Regions from separate parts of the Zea mays genome. Here region 1 is linked to region 2. A link is a contact called in public Hi-C data. All regions are on one chromosome and are shown on one strand. The core of a region is the stretch at or near the end of the contact, and the rest is flanking DNA. Distances in the headings are between cores, read along the strand shown.

Region 1 (4,694 bases), core at 877-3,376, 280 kb after region 2:
GTTAAACATGAATGAATGTCTGCTGGTGAAGTGGATCTGGAAAATATCTCAAGGCTCCAAAGACACTTGGTAGAAAATAATCAAAGCTAAATATATGCCAGATAACAACTTCTTGGTCTCCAAAATCAAGATGGTTTCTCAATTCTGGAAAGGTTTACACAAAGTTAAACATCTTTTTCAGTGGGGGCGGTGAATAAAGTCAAAGATGGGGAAGGAACCCTCTTCTGGTTTGACACTTGGATGTGCGAGGTGCCTCTCAGTGTAAGATATCCTAGATTTTTTGACATCTGCGAGAACAAAAAGGCTCTGGTAGCTGACTGTTTGGAAGATGGTAGCTAGAATGTGGATTTTAAGAGAGCTCTTACGGCTTCCGAATTTGGCGAGTGGAAGGAACTTTGTGCCAACCTTCAGGGTTACACCTAGTCTCAAGGAGGAGTCACAGTATCGTGGGCTTTGGATAAGTCTTATAAATTCACCACAAAACCACTTTACAGATTTAGAACCGATGGGGGAATCACTAAAAACATTCATGGTATAATCTAGAAGTACAGGGTACCTTTGAAAATTAAGATCTTCCTTTAGCAACTTTATAGTAGGAAAATCCAAGTGGCGATGGAGATGAAAAAAGGGTTTGGAAAGGAAGCGGTTCTTGCTCCCTTTGTGGAGAATTTGAAACTGCTGAACACATTTTCGCCCACTGTGTACTAGCCAAATACGTGTGGGGTTGCATTTACCTTGTCTTTGGTCTGAACCCCCCTCCAGATCGGTGGAAGATTTTTTTTTTGGGGACCAAAACCTTTATATTTTCAAGTTTGCAGGGCTGTTTTGGGCCATGTGGTGTAATCGGAATAGGATGGCGATGGAGAAGCGGTTTCCTAAGAGCCCACATGAGATCTTATATAACGCCATATCTTTTCTGCAGAAATGGAAGTCTCTCCTCAAGCAAAAGGATTTAGAGAAGGTGAGGTGTTTGATCAGCTCCCTGAAGAATTGGTTGTGTAATTTCCAACCAGCCTTAGGAGAGGTGTCTGACATCGAGGTTATCTGAGGCCGAGCTGGTGTTGGGTGGGTTGATACTTTGTTGCGTAGAGGCTGGAAGGGAGTGTGGGTGTTTGTGTGAGCTTAACGCTTTTTCCTTTGTTATCCTGTAACTCTCTAGTGGTGTGTGTTAGTGGGGCCAATTCCTGGTTCGTGTTTTGTTCTGTTGAACCTAGGCTTTCTTATAAGTAACACTCCTTCAAAAAAAGGTTCCTTCTATTCTCAGTCCTCTCGTGCAGATAATTTAGGATGCCAAGATGCAATAGCTACTTCCAGGTCCGCCCTTTCTTGGACTCCCTCTCCCTCACCGAAAGTCCAACTCATCAGTTGCCCTGTTTTCATTCCAATATACCCTCAACACTAGGGTGATCAGTCATGTCAATGAGTACATCAAAACATACGGTTCCTGCAAGTGTCTGAAGGTTAAACAAAATGGACGCTGCTCCTTTATGTCCGTCGTCTTCAGGTTTTCAGTCTTCAGTTTCCACGTTTGCCTGCCGATGTCTGCGGTTGGATCAGGGTGAACTGCGAGTTCTTCAACTACGTTCATCACAGAGCCACATTCTGCTCGGCTGCATGGTGTTAAGAGCCTACTATGCTGCCCTTCTGTTCAGAGTTTCAGACATTGCTAACGTCTTCAGAAAATGCGTGCAGGCCAGAGCTCATCGGTCACCGAGGCCAACAGGAAGAGCGATTTGTCGCTGGGAACGTCAAGACGTACGTCGTATTCCGCGACGTGGTTGGGCGTCTAGCTGCAGCGAGAAAGAAATTTCGCCCCTCTCCTTTTGCTCTTTCTAAATTTCTTTTCTGATAAAAGAAGTCAAGTATGGCCCAGTAATTCTGTAAGCTTGTAAACCGTCATCCCCTCTGCATATTCTGATTTTTTGGGGGAATTTTCCATGTCTTGTAAACGTTTGTTAAAAAGATTTTTACGACCCCACAAGTGGGAGACGATCGTACACAACATTTTGTGCTGATATAGAAATGCTTGAAAAAAGACCGAAGTTGTTGCCATGCTCACACAAGAGCGCCCTACGCAATTTTGGCCTCGGCCTTGCGAGGAGAGCACACGCGTGGGCCGTGAACCAAACGAGAGCCCTAATGTCCGATCGAGGCACGTGGGGCGTGAGCCCGTGAATCGGCGCCATCAACCAGTCGTCGTCGGCCATGATCGTCGGAGATTCACCGCACGTTTGGTTCCAGCTACAGCTACAGATGGCCAAATAAGCATGTCTAGTTGGCCACCACGAGACACATAGGATGTGTTTGGTTGACCGGCCCAACCCATAACCAGGCCTGTTTTGTACAGTGTAGATTTGTTTGGTTGCCTGGCCTAGCTCGGCAGTCTGGCTGAGGCGAGCCAGAAACAAATTTAGGCCTGGCTGAGTACAAACGTGAGGTTTCTAGGTTTTCAGTGCGGCCTGGCCCGACTTTGGTTAGGGTTTGCCTCAGCTGACGCCTTCTCTCTCGCCTCTCTCGTCGCCCGCAGACGACGGCTAGGGTTTGCCGGAGCTGCGGCTCTCGCCTCTCTCTCGTCTCTCTCAGCCGTAGCCGCGGACGCTAGGGTTTGCCGCAGCTGCTGCTCTCGCCTCTCTCTTCTGCTGTCGTGCTCTCTCTCGACCCGGCGGACGAGCTCGCACTTACCCGACCTTCTCTTTCTTTTTCCTGCGACCTCGATTGGCTCTCATCTGCGAGTGAACACTTTCCCTATCCTAGATCAGCTCACCGCAGCAACAATCGCATCTTCTCAGGTTTGTCCCCCATCTAGATCTATTGTTCTTTAATATTTTCTTGTATTTTTTTTGCTTCGATTATACTAATCCTTCGGTCTTGTTGCAAGGTCATCTCCCCCTGACCTAGATTTGCTGCTTGACCTAGATTCGCTAATACCTCATACACAGGCCAGTCTTTACCTCATACTCCTCTATTTCTAAGTACATATTTGCTTATTTGTACAGTCTTAATTTCCTGAGTGTGTTTAGTTGTTGGCCTGATTGTGTGTAGTTAAGTACATATCTGTTTATTTTTTTTCTGTTTCCTGATTGTGTTAGTTGTAAAATAGTGTGCTTCTTTTTCTGTTTGCATCCAGATATCTTGTGTTTTTGTTCAATTACTTCGTGCAGCACCCTTGTTTTGCATTGGAACCTCCAATCAAATATTTGATGGTACTCACTGATGTCAAAATTCACTGGCTTTCACTGTAAGATAACTACTATTCATAAGTAGTCAGTTATATATGTTTGTTTTTTACAACTATTCATATGTGCATCCATGAGAATCATAAGGCCAGATGGATGAAAAAAATCGACAAGACAACTAAGCTACATAATAACATGTTCAGTCATATAAAAGATTTTTTTTTGCTTAACACAATTATATAAAAAATGTGTATGTTACATCCATCTACCTGAATCCTCCCATGCCAGGTTCCCTTGATCCTAGCTAAGTATTGGTAATCTCTATGAATTGTACTAGTATGACCAGAAACATGTTGCCAAGTGTGAACTGAATGTACATAAGATATTTTCGGTAAGTAGAAATCTGAAACTGGCATTTTGAAGTCTGTAAGTCTCAAATGCAAAGTTCCTTTGGTCCTAGACAATCTCTACATCTCAATCAGACAAATAATAATGTCTGGAGTCTGGACAAATTGTACTCCTATAGCTACAACCATAAGGGTACTCAGAAGTCCATGATTTTATGCTTGTTAAATATATATCTGCTTGTTAAGTAAATGCTTAACTGAACTTTGCCATCTTTTAATGTTAGTATATATTAGTATATATGTCGGGGACCATAATTAGGGGTACCCTCAAGGCTCCTAATTCTCAGCTGGTAACCCCCATCAGCATAAAGCTGCAAAGGCCTGATGGGTGCGATTAAGTCAGGGATCGGTCCATTCGAGGGACTCGATCACGCCTCGCCCGAGCCTAGCCTCGGACAAGGGCAGCCGACCCTGGAGGATCTCCGTCTCGCCCGAGGCCCCCCTCCAGCGACGAACACATTTCCGGCTCGCCCGAGGCCCTGTCTTCGCTAAGAAGCGACCCTGACCAAATCGTCGCGCCGACTGACCAAATCGCAGGAGCATTTAATGCAAAGGTGGTCTGACACCATTATCCTGACGCGCGCCCTTCAGTCGACAGAGCCGAAGTGACCGCAGTCACTTCGCCGCTCCACTGACCGACCTGACAGAAGGACAGCGCCGCCTGCGCCGCACCGACTGCAGTGCCACCTGACAGAGTGAGGCTGACATGCAGTCAGGCCCGACCTCAGGCGCCATAGGAAGCTCCGCTCCGCCCGACCCAGGGCTCGGACTTGGGCTCAGCCTCTTAAGACAGCGAACTCCGCTCCGCCCGACCCAGGGCTCGGACTCGGGCTAAGCCCTAGAAGACGACGAACTCCGCTCCGCCCGACCCAGGGCTCGGACTTGGGCTCAGCCCCTGAAGACGGCGAACTCCGCTCCGCCCGACCCAGGGCTCGGACTTGGGCTCAGCCTCTGAAGACGGCGAACTCCGCTCCGCCCGACCCAGGGCTCGGACTCGGGCTAAGCCCCGAAAGACGGCGAACTCCGCTCCGCCCGACCCAGGGCTCGGACTTGGGCTCAGCCCCTGAAGACGGCGAACTCCGCTCCGCCCGACCCAGGGCTCGGACTCGGG
Region 2 (4,518 bases), core at 486-2,985:
TTGTGTGGTGGCCCTTGCGGGGAAGTTTTGTTCCCGGCTTTGATTTGAGAAGAGAAGCTCACTCGGTCCGAGGGACCGTTTGAGAGAGGGAAGGGTTGAAAGAGACCCGGCCTTTGTGGCCTCCTCAACGGGGAGTAGGTTTGCAAGAACCGAACCTCGGTAAAACAAATCCGTGTGTCTCACTTCATTATTTGCTTGCGATTCGTTTTGCGCCCTCTCTCGCGGACTCGTTTATATCTCTAACGCTAACCCGGCTTGTAGTTGTGTTTATATTTGTAAATTTCAGTTTCGCCCTATTCACCCCTCCCCTCTAGGCGACTATCATTAGGGCGGGTGCATTCCGCCGGCCGGCCGGAGGATTTTCTCTCCGACAGTATATATCATAAACTAGTTCTAACGAGCCTAACTGCATTACTGTTGGAGAGATGGACAAAATAAAGCATTGAAAAATCAGATTTTTGTTTTCATGCATGCCAATCCATTGCATTTCAGCTCACATTCTTGTCATCCTAAATTTGTGCGCATGCAATAGAAAACAGATTTTGAACACAGTGTACCGCAGTGCATAAATACCTTCACCGTGTACTATAATTAGTCTCAGTATATATCATAAACTGGTTTTAACGAGCTTAGATCTATGGTTGTTGAAGAGATCATATATGTATGGAGGAAATTAAGCATTTAAATCAGTTTTTTTGTTTCCATGCACACCAATCCATTTCCATTCAATGCGCATTCTTGTCATCTTAAATTTGTGCGCATGCAGCAGAAAACAATTTTTTTATGTGGTGTGACACACTGTATAAATATATATATCGTATAACATAATTAGTATCAATATATGTCATAAACTGGTTACAACGAGCCTAGCTGCATTGGTGTTGGAGAGATCCTATAATTACGGGGAAAATAAATCATTTAAATCATATTTTTTGTTTCCATGCATGTCAATCCACTTCCTCTCAACGCACATTTTTGCCATACTAAATTTGTGCTTATGCAGCAGAAAACTGATTTTCTACAAGCGTCCCGTATTGCATAAATATCTACACTGTGTAGTATAATTAGTATTATATATATCATAAAATGTTTGTAACGAGCCTTGCTACATGGCTGTTATAGATATCCTATATTTATGGACGGAATAAAGCATTCAATTAGATTTTTTTATTTTCATGCATCCAGCAGTTAATCCTAATTTCTCGCGCATGCAAATAGAAACAAACTGTGCACATGCAAGGAATGAGACACATGCACGAGCAAAGCTAGCGGCCAGGCTGGTCTCGTGCTAGGTGTGGCTGGAGCTTCCTGTATCCTATTGGAAGCACATGACTCCCAATATCCTCAGCCGATATATATTTTTCTTTTGAGAGGATGAGACTCGCTGCCCAATTCCAATACGACCATAACGAAAAATACATAGTCCTGTTCAAAATGTTGACAATTAGGATAAGGATGTCAATAATGCTACTAAACCTGATTCAAGCCAATAGCCTGAGGATACCATATCCTCAGCACTGTCGTGCCAACATCAACCATAAGAATTACACAAAAATGATAAGCTCTTTTTGGATTCTTTTGTAACAATATATCCGTTGTTCAAACACACGCTGCGTTTTTGACATTATAATAAAGTAGAACTATATCAGTGAGGTAGTAAAACGAAATATAGGGACATTTTCAAATAAGAGTGGACAACCCATATTTTAAAGGGAGTACTGGGCCGAGCCCACATTACCTTACCTCAACTCAGAAGGTCACCGTAGGGCCGGGACCCCTTTATATAACTAACCTCTCCTAGGGTTTACGAGCATTGTGGCTCCTCACTTCCGCGCCGCCACCCCCTTCAGGTGAATATAAGGAATCCGCCGCCGGCGTCATCTCCTCCTCCCACCTCGACTCGCCTTGCTCGCCGTCGGCGGCCATTTCGTCGCCGCGCGGCGAGCCGCCCATGTTGAGCTCGCGTCGGATCTGATGGGCTTGTTGTGATCTCCTGCAGGTAAGGAAGAGGAGGAGGGCAGGATGTCGCACCGTAAGTTCGAGCACCCGAGGCACGGCTCCCTCGGCTTCCTTCCCAGGAAGCGCTCCTCCCGCCACCGCGGCAAGGGTACGCGCGCATCTCTTACTCCCTCCTTGTTCGCTTGCCTTGTCCCGATTCATGTCATCTGAAATGTTCTACCCTTCAGCATTTAGAACTTGAAGTATTATTTATCTTCCTTCTATTTAAACAACCTGTACTCCGCTAGTGGTGTTAAAGTAATAATTTTCATAGGGTTGTCTTCCGTCAGTGAAGGATTGTCTATTGCATATAAGTTCAATCCAACATTATGTATAATCTGAAAACGTGCTGTACAATTGAATTATTGTTGATGCGAATATTAAACTATGGTTTGTTTAGCCATGCTGTGTTAAGTGCTTTTACCTGTTTAGTATGGTATGCATATTCCTTTGGCAGGTTTACTTAATGTCCAAAATTTGATACTAGTTTTCCTGTTTTTGCAGTGAAGTCATTCCCCAGGGATGACCCCAAGAAGCCTTGCCATCTCACTGCCTTCCTTGGCTACAAGGCTGGCATGACTCACATTGTCCGTGAGGTTGAGAAGCCAGGATCCAGTATGTCCACCCCCTTCTTTTTTATTAATCAATTAAGTTGATCACATAGTCCAGTTTTTTGATATCTGAAAAATGAACTGTAACAACACAACTATTTCTTCACAGGTTTCTGACCAGCAGTTTTTAGTTTTTTATGAATTTGTGGGCACTTAACTTTAGATGATAAGCCACACAACTATTTCTTCACAGGCCCATAGACTTACTCAAAACAACAGTTTTTTCTGTTTGAATATCCACAACTGCTTGCACCCATGAATCTCAAGTACATGGATACCATTTCACTCCATTATTGTAACTGCTCTTCCTACTTGATTTCTTCAGAACTCCATAAGAAGGAAACTTGTGAGGCTGTTACCATCATTGAAACCCCTCCTCTTGTCATTGTTGGGCTCGTGGCATATGTGAAGACTCCTCGTGGCCTCCGCACACTCAACTCTGTTTGGGCCCAACATCTTAGCGAAGAAGTGAGGAGAAGGTTCTACAAGAACTGGTGCAAGAGCAAGAAGAAGGCTTTCACAAAGTATGCTCTCAAATATGAAAATGATGCTGGCAAGAAGGAAATTCAGCTGCAGCTTGAGAAGATGAAGAAATATGCTTCTGTTATCCGTGTCATTGCTCATACCCAGGTAAGAAGCTTAATTGTGCTTTGTTGCTCATTCATGTTTGTAGGAACAAAGTTTCTTAATGATTGATAATGCAATTACTATTGGTCTTTTATTTGGCTTCATTATTCCTGCTTATGCAATCTTTGTGTAGTCAAATGAACATTTACATGTAAATGACCATTTTTATTTTCTTTATATATATATATATATATTATATGTTACAACTCTTGTATTAAGTTTCAACTTCCATTGTATTATCTATCAATGATCATGTTGAGTTCTTCTGTGATGTTACAACCTTGTCTTGTTTTTAAATTTCAACTTCTATTGTACCTCAGTGCCTGGAGGGAAGTAGGTCTATCTTTCATATAATTGAAAATTGATTATTTTTTTCTGAGGCACTAGGTATTAGCCAACTCTCACCTCTTGTGTATTTGTTTCTTTTAGATTAGGAAGATGAAGGGTTTGAAACAGAAGAAGGCTCACCTGATGGAGATTCAGGTCAATGGTGGTACCATTGCTGACAAGGTGGACTACGGCTACAAATTTTTTGAGAAAGAGGTCCCTGTTGATGCTGTCTTCCAGAAGGATGAGATGATTGACATCATTGGTGTGACCAAAGGTAAAGGTTATGAGGGCGTGGTCACTCGTTGGGGTGTCACCCGCCTTCCCCGCAAAACCCACAGGGGTCTCCGCAAGGTTGCTTGTATCGGTGCATGGCATCCTGCTAGGGTCTCCTATACAGTTGCCCGTGCTGGTCAGAACGGGTACCACCACCGCACCGAGATGAACAAGAAAGTTTACAAGATCGGCAAGGCTGGACAAGAGACCCACGATGCCTCCACAGAGTTTGACAGGTACTATTTCTGAGCTTCTTGTACTAACTTGCACAATCTGTTTACCTTTGTTGCTCTTGTTGGTTACGGATTGCTGCCATTTGCAGGACCGAGAAGGACATCACTCCCATGGGTGGCTTCCCCCACTATGGTATCGTGAAGGGTGACTACCTGATGATCAAGGGATGCTGTGTGGGTCCAAAGAAGAGGGTGGTGACCCTCCGCCAGTCCCTCCTGAAGCAGACTTCCCGGCTGGCGCTGGAGGAGATCAAGCTCAAGTTCATCGACACATCGTCCAAATTTGGGCATGGTCGCTTCCAGACTACCGATGAGAAGCAGAGGTTCTTTGGTAAGCTCAAGGCGTAAGGTGCTGCGGTGCAGCGACAAGTCCCATTTGTCAAAATCATCAAACTGTGAAACTTTTGTTTGTTACCTTGCTGTACCAAGTTTTGTAGCAGGATGAT

What was found. A called contact is a pair of places that touch in the nucleus more often than the background predicts.
Region 1: a Hi-C map of ear shows a contact between it and region 2, with 2.8 times the contacts expected there. The contact joins the enhancer-like site here to the promoter of LOC103647030 in region 2. A contact is called at or near these places in 3 of 25 Hi-C or Micro-C datasets (ear, leaf and tassel).

The regions. Positions count from the first base shown.
Region 1 is chr2:143,276,730-143,281,423 of Zm-B73-REFERENCE-NAM-5.0, forward strand. No RefSeq gene overlaps it. Among protein-coding and RNA genes, the nearest start is that of LOC100281622, 75 kb to the left of the region's middle. Within about 2 kb of position 2,127, at least 7 of the 20 cell types and tissues checked have an H3K27ac peak or open chromatin away from gene starts, as enhancers often do. A contact at or near this core is called in ear and tassel, where this site is marked.
Region 2 is chr2:142,998,193-143,002,710 of Zm-B73-REFERENCE-NAM-5.0, forward strand. It overlaps LOC103647030 (60S ribosomal protein L3), which reads left to right and starts at 1,736. Exons shown (of 6, transcript XM_008671603.4): 1 at 1,736-1,850; 2 at 2,000-2,107; 3 at 2,503-2,613; 4 at 2,935-3,239; 5 at 3,666-4,075; 6 at 4,162-4,518. The coding sequence starts at 2,023. The coding sequence ends at 4,420.